Linked DNA regions of Gossypium hirsutum: region 1 is linked to region 2. Evidence: chromatin contacts called from public Hi-C data. All regions are on one chromosome and are shown on one strand. Each heading gives the region's core, a stretch centred on a gene start, on an enhancer-like site or on the middle of the called end of the contact. The rest is flanking DNA. Distances are from core to core; before and after follow the strand shown. Region 1 holds the start of LOC107957349 (F-box/kelch-repeat protein SKIP11). Region 2 holds the start of LOC107960080 (mitochondrial outer membrane protein porin of 36 kDa).

Evidence for each region. Hi-C and Micro-C count contacts between places; a contact is called where the count stands out from the background.
Region 1: a Hi-C map of leaf shows a contact between it and region 2, with 1.8 times the contacts expected there. The contact joins the promoter of LOC107957349 here to the promoter of LOC107960080 in region 2. A contact is called at or near these places in 5 of 34 Hi-C or Micro-C datasets (callus, leaf and petal).

What each region holds. Positions count from the first base shown.
Region 1 is chrA05:44,502,315-44,505,841 of Gossypium_hirsutum_v2.1, forward strand. LOC107957349 (F-box/kelch-repeat protein SKIP11) reads left to right here and starts at 2,209. Exons shown (of 2, transcript XM_016892857.2): 1 at 2,209-2,616; 2 at 3,154-3,527. The coding sequence starts at 3,290.
Region 2 is chrA05:44,285,294-44,288,733 of Gossypium_hirsutum_v2.1, forward strand. It overlaps LOC107960080 (mitochondrial outer membrane protein porin of 36 kDa), which reads right to left and starts at 2,032. Exons shown (of 6, transcript XM_016896293.2): 1 at 1,876-2,032; 2 at 1,713-1,780; 3 at 1,171-1,281; 4 at 827-913; 5 at 447-655; 6 at 1-272. The coding sequence starts at 1,924.

The DNA.
Region 1 (3,527 bases), core at 959-3,458, 220 kb after region 2:
AAGTGAAAAATCACATAAACGACGGATACTAGAAAAAATGGGATGACCATTTGGATAGTTTATCATAATGGTAAAAAATGTGGGGATAAAAGCGGCTACTTTAAATAAAAAAAAAAAAAGGAGTCGGTGTTGAAAACTAGATATAGAAAAGAAGTTGTTAATATCTTTGGTTTAATATAATGGGGTGGGATTTAGAAAGAATGGAAATGTGATTAACATGGATTGACCTGGGGTGGTCGTAGAAGCCAGCTCAGCTTGGCCGTCATACAAAACACGGCTGTTTGACAATGTCCAAATTCCATTATAGGAAAAAATGTCGGGACGTTTTGATTTTCACAATTCATTGTTCGGTTTTGGATTTGCCGAAAGTACCTTTCTCTCTTTCTTTTTCATTAATCAAATATAAACAGCGCATAATTACGACCAAAGCTGGATTTCATGAAATTATCAGTTTTGAATCAAACAACCACCCTATTCTTTTTGCCTTTCTTAAGCTGTTGGGATGTTTATATATATACTACGGATGTTTTTATATTAAATGTTAAATTATATTTTTTTAATAAATTAATTCTTATACGTTAGATCAAAGAGTAAATTAGTCATATATTAAAATTTTTATTTATTTTTACTACTAAAAATTGATCTCTGTATGTCAATATGAGACATTTGTAGCACATCACATGTCACTATTTAGTTATACTATTAGTAAACATGTTCATGGGTCAGGTTACCTCCCAAAATTTGAGAGGGTTTGGGAAAAAAACTTGAGCCTGAATCAACCCATTTTAAATTTATAATACTTTATATTATGTTATTTTTATATATTATGTAATTTAGGACAAGTTAAAAAAAATAAAATTATATTAAATATATAATACTATTCTAATGTAAACATTAAAATAATATTAAGATGACTATATAAAAAATTCAATAAATAAAAAATGAATAAAATTATTAAATATTAAAATAAAAATATATATATTTTTTAAAAATAATATGGGCGGGGGTTAGTCTTTATAAATATGGACAGGTTTGGACAAAATTTTTAGCCTGGATTTCGGGTCGGGTTCGGGCAAGTATAAAGTAAGTTAGTATCCTGCTTAGACTCAACTTGACCCATGAGTACCTCTAGCTATTATCCATACAAATTTTTAACAATAGAAATGAATGAAATTCTTTTTAACAAAAAAGGATCGATTTGTTCTTTAATTTAATGTGTAGAAACTAATTTATCAATTTTCTTAATAGAAGAGATAAAATGCAATTTGACACCTAATTTATCTATTTACTTATTTTTACCCTATGTATGACTTTTATCTAAATTAATCTTAATTAAGTTTGGATAATGTTTTGTAATAATTGATTTTGAATTTAATTATTAGATTGTGTAATATGTATACTTGTAATTGTGATTATAATTATATTTAAAATAAAAAAACTACAAATTATGAAACCTGCCATTTAAAAAAAAAGAAATTATTAAGAAAATTCAATTTGTTTCCTTTTATGAAAAGAAAAAAAAGAAAGAACTACAACTAATAATGGAAACAAATTAAATAAATTTAGAAAAATTGAGTGATAATTATGATTAGGATGGATAATGTTAATTTTATAGTTTGAGAAGTGAATTGGATAATTACTTAATCAGTTTTATCCTTAATATTATCCCACAAAATGGATTCTACCCAATTCACTTTTTTTAAAAAAAAATATTCTCTAAATTTTAAAAAGAAAAAAAATAAAAAGAAATATATTCTGTAAATGTATATCTGTATAAATTTTATCACGTTGTGTACGACTTTAGGAGTTAAGTGTTGTATATTTGTACTTATTGACACGTAAAAGAAATCGTAACAAACATCGGGGTAAAGGAGTATTCAAACTAAAACAAAAGAGAGGGACTGTTATCCCCTTTATATATTCTGTTCATATTCATGTATATCACTCTAATAAGGCACGTGTCTCAACCGGCTTTCACCGGTTAACAGTTGCTTCCCCTCCTTCGTTGACCACCGCCCCGCCCCACCACAACTCATATAGGGTTAGCCTTTGAACACTAGAACTATTTTATTTTATTTTATTTTATTTTTAATTAAAATAATTATTAAAAACTACGGTTTATATATAATTAAAATATTATCCATGATCTGGAGCTGTTTCTTCCAGGACTGATATTAACCATTACCAACACCTTACATTAAATGCCTCCTTTTATAATATTCCGAATACCATTTATAAGAAAAGTTTAAATTTTATTTAATAAAACAAAATCCAGATGTTTTTATATATAAATTTTCATGGGGGAGTTAAAATAGAGAGGGGGAAGGGAGAGAGAGAGAGAGAGAGAGAGAGAGAGAGGTGAGCTTTTAAAGATATTTGGTGGCAAAGCCCCCTGGCTGTGATTTGCAGAGAGAATCAAAAGGACAAAAAGGCGGCGCAGGCTATGTAGAAAAAAACCCAATGAACTCCTCACCCTAAGAAACAACAACAATACTTTAAAGCAGAGATTTGGATAGCGCTAGAGCTAGAGACTGTGTGTTCATTTTTACCCAAAAAGAACACAAAATCCATACCCAATTTTTTGCTTCTTCTCATTTCTTCCTTCTTATCCATTCAGTAAGTCTTTCCACAACCTTATTATTATTAGTATTCCTTCTGTCACTTATTTCCTTTTTTTTGTTTTTTGTTTTTGTTTTTGTTCATGTATATGTTTATGTTTTTAAGCACTGTGTTTTTCTCTAATGAAGATTACTGAAACTATCAATAGATCCAATTCGTCTTTTTTTTTTTGGTATTCTCTTCGTTTGGATCTAGCAGTCCAATTTTTTTCTCGGTTAGTGCTTATGTTATTTGAAATTCTGAGATCTGGTACCTCTTTTTCTTCAGATTGTTTGATCATAAATTTTTTTTCTTACTTTCTTTCCTCTTCCTTTTTTTACTGAATTTTAAGGTTTATTTTTTTTACATAATACAGACCAGAGAAAACGAAAAGAAAAAAAAAACCTGCCTCTGAAATTTCGTTTTTCTTTTAATTGACTTGGATCGCCTTTATTTAATTCAATTTTCTGTTTGTTTTTTTTTCTTTAATGTTCAAAATTGAAACTGTTGTTTATTTTTTGGTTCTTGAATAGGTTGAATTGCTAATCTTTGCAGCGCATAAATATATATTTTCCCGGCTGGGCGAAAAAAAAAAAAACTTTCTGTTTCTACAGTGATTTGAAATTTCTTCCCATTGTTGCGATTTTGGGAGTTATTCCCTTTTGGAAATTGGGAGGGGAGCGAAAGTGTGATGGTGGAGAATCGATCCTGCAAGTCGTGTTTGGTGTTGGCAAGCTCCTCTCAACAAGAAACCGACTGGCCTTACATGTTCAATGGGAAGCGTCCGCTGCCTCTCGAAATCTCCGGATCCGATGCTTGTCATCAGGAAACCAAGTTGCCTAAGCTCTTCTCCAACGATACTAGTCGATATGAATCTTCTTCGGATTTGGATGTGTTAATCCAACCGATTGGGAGGGACAACTCCATCA
Region 2 (3,440 bases), core at 782-3,281:
CACTCTTTTCAATTGCTCTGGTGTCCACCTCTCCTGATATAGTGAAGAGGGATTTTGGGCGCCACTCATGCTGGATCAGTGCGCTTGCTCTGCCATAGTTGTTCATACGAGCCTTCACTGTGGTCAATGGGTCAAGAGCATGCTGCGTACCAATAGTGAGAGTGTTCTCGTTACTCGAGAAACTATGGGTCAGCTCTGCACCAACTGCTGTGTTAGTCAATGGACTAACAATGTGGTAGTAGGAAGCAGTAAGAGTATCACCTTTATCATTCCTGTAGTAATCAACAAAATAACCCCGTTAAAGCAAAGTCAACAAGCAGAATAAAAGAATACATGAACAAGTGAAGATAGAAAACCATTCATGCAGATACTTCCAGGTAACTTTTCACGCTTCCAAGTAAATAAATACCTAAAATGTTAATCCCAACTCAGGAATGACTACTTACAATGTCATGGAAGCAATGAGGTCAGAATGGGTGATATTTAACCCAGCATTCAGTTTGATAAAGTTTCCACTGGCAGTGTCAAATGAGAGATCAGTCCCAACAGAGACAGAATCGTTTCCAATAACACCAGAAAAGCTAACAAGAGGCTTTGCAGTCAATCCAATGCCAGTGCTTATGCCAGCATATTCATGCCGGTATTGCAGTTCCACCTGTTACAACAACAATAAGGACAGCCATTCCTCACAAAACCTATAATAAGATTAACAGAAGGGATGCACAACTATAGCTTTAACTCATTACTTAAACAAAGATGCTGAAAATTTCGTTGTTAGCAACAAAAAACTTAATGATAGGAACAGGAGTAAGAAAGTGTCCATTACCTTGCCAGACTTTTGATCAGGAACAACGAAACTAAAGATGGTCTTCAATCCTGGTGCAGGTTCATCAATAGTGACAGTGGTGAAAAGCTACAAAAATGAGAAACAAATGAGATAATATCCGAGACTACAATAAATTCACACGTCAAGAAAAAACAAAAAGAAGTCTCAATGTCATGGTTTGACAATTGAAATGGACCATAACAACTTGTACATCTATAAGGGACGAAAGCCTCCATTATTTTCCCATTCATGAGAATGACATATGGTAGCATGATATAACAACTATAAATATGACCTCAGAGATATAAACCCTAACTGAACTGTAAAAGCACTGTACAACTTACATTCGATCTGGAGTCGAATTTCACATCAGTTGTGATGTTCTTGTTCTTGAGCTGAGTATTTACATCAGCCAAAAGCAATTCACCTTTCTTAGTCCCGGTTGATGTGATTGCCTGACATACATATATACATGCATACATCAAATTAACGAATTAGAATATGAACTAGACAAGAAGGTAGCCCGTGAAAAATAAATCTATATATCAATCATAAAATGAAGCATGAAAAATCATTTATGCAAACATATGAAACGAAGATATACCCAAAGGAATTCTACTGAAACTTACTGATTAGAATTAGGGAAAAGAATAAAGATGTTATGCAATAATAAGTAAAGAACATGCTGAATGAAATTCAACAAACATAAACTAAATAAATATATATATACGCATTACCCTAGAAGAGTCGATAAAGTTCAATTACGAGTTCATCAACACAATATCAAATAAACTAAATTAATCAAAACTGAAGAGAAGCAGCATCACTAATTCAGCTGAGAAATTAAATAATATTGAAAAATCCAAAATCTAAAAGGGAAACTCACGACTCCATTGGAAGTGTAAGTAGTGACAGTGAACTTGTGGTCAGCCTGGTAATCCTTGTAAAGAAGATCTGAATTAAAACAATGAAGAAAAAGAAATTAATAAAAAGCAGTCAAATGAAAATGAAATGAAAAAAGACGAAATAGAAAATGAGGAAATTTCGACCTCTAGCCTTTTTGCCGATATCGGAGTAGAGACCAGGACCTTTTCCCATGCTTCTTTTTTCCCGAGAAAATGAAGAGGAAAATGAGGGAAACGAGGGCTGGCTGGCTGCTTCTGGCTGTTTGTTTGACTTTGACAGGGAAGAAAAAAAATATAGATTATTGATAATAAATAATAACCCTAAATTAATAAATAGTTGGTGTTTTACGGACCATTGATCTTGAGTTGAGAAACGCGTTCGCTTCTAGACCGTTGAAATTATGGGTCAGGCTAAAGCAACATTATAAGGTTGGGCCTCTTGTTGGGTAATGGTATCCAATGGTACATTTCTTTCAATGTTCGTTGCACTTTCATGCAACTAATATGTTATTTTACGTGTTTTTAATTAAATAATATTTTTATAAGTTAAAAAACATATTTACTAATTAAATTAGAGTTAATATAATTTATAATAAAAACCTATTAAATTTAAAAATAATTTAAAGAATAAATTAATGCTTTAAAAATAATTAAATAAACAATGAAATATAATTTGTAGTAAAATATTATTTTAATACTCCATTGCTTTTGACATATATAGTATTTCGAAACAAAATAGTAAACAACTTTAATTGTTGTGCATGTATTATTAAAATTAAACAACAATAAATAATAACAACTAAAGTTATCAAGTAATAATGAAAGTCATACATTTTTTGCAATGGAAATTAGAAGTGACTAAAATTAGATTGGATTTGAAATTTTTAATTTAATTTCGAGTTAATTAAATTGAGTTATTTGATTTTTTCGAGTCGTAAGTTAATTAATGATTCAAGTTTATCATACTAAACTGTCTTTTTTTTTCAATCATTTTGCTTTGAAAAAGTTTCCAAATATATATAATTTCAAATTTGTAAGCTCTAACATGAATATTGGAATTAGTTATATTGCAATAAAATTTTAATTTGATATGTTTAATTTTTGAACAATTTCACTCAATTTGACTCTACTTGAATTTCATTTCACTCGCCTCGATTTTAAAAAATTTCAAATCTAGTTAGGATAATAAATTAAGACTCATCAACCCGATTAATTCAAAAAAATTTCACTTAATTTAATCAAGTGCTCACCCATAATGGAAACAGAACCCTAAAATACGATCTTTCCTGTAATTGTTTATATGTTATTTGAATGAAAATGTCATGCTAATGCATATATTTATAGTGCAGGATATTAGTTTTAATTGGTATACAAAGCAACAATAATTAAGTGATAATTAATCTAAAATGATATATGTAATTTAATATGGATTCAAAATATAATTAAGTGATAATATCTATTACATTAATAATAAAACATTATTAGTAAAATAATTATTAATAATTTGTTATGAACAAAAGTTCTATCTCTTAGTTTTATATTGAGGATTTAATAAAAAACATTATTAACAAAATCATTATTATCTTTTTTTTAAATAAAATCATATTTATAGATTCAATTTTATTAATTATAAAAAACTGATTTTAACATGGTTAATTATTATTCTATTTAAAATAAAATATTATTTATAAATAAAAATTATATTTATT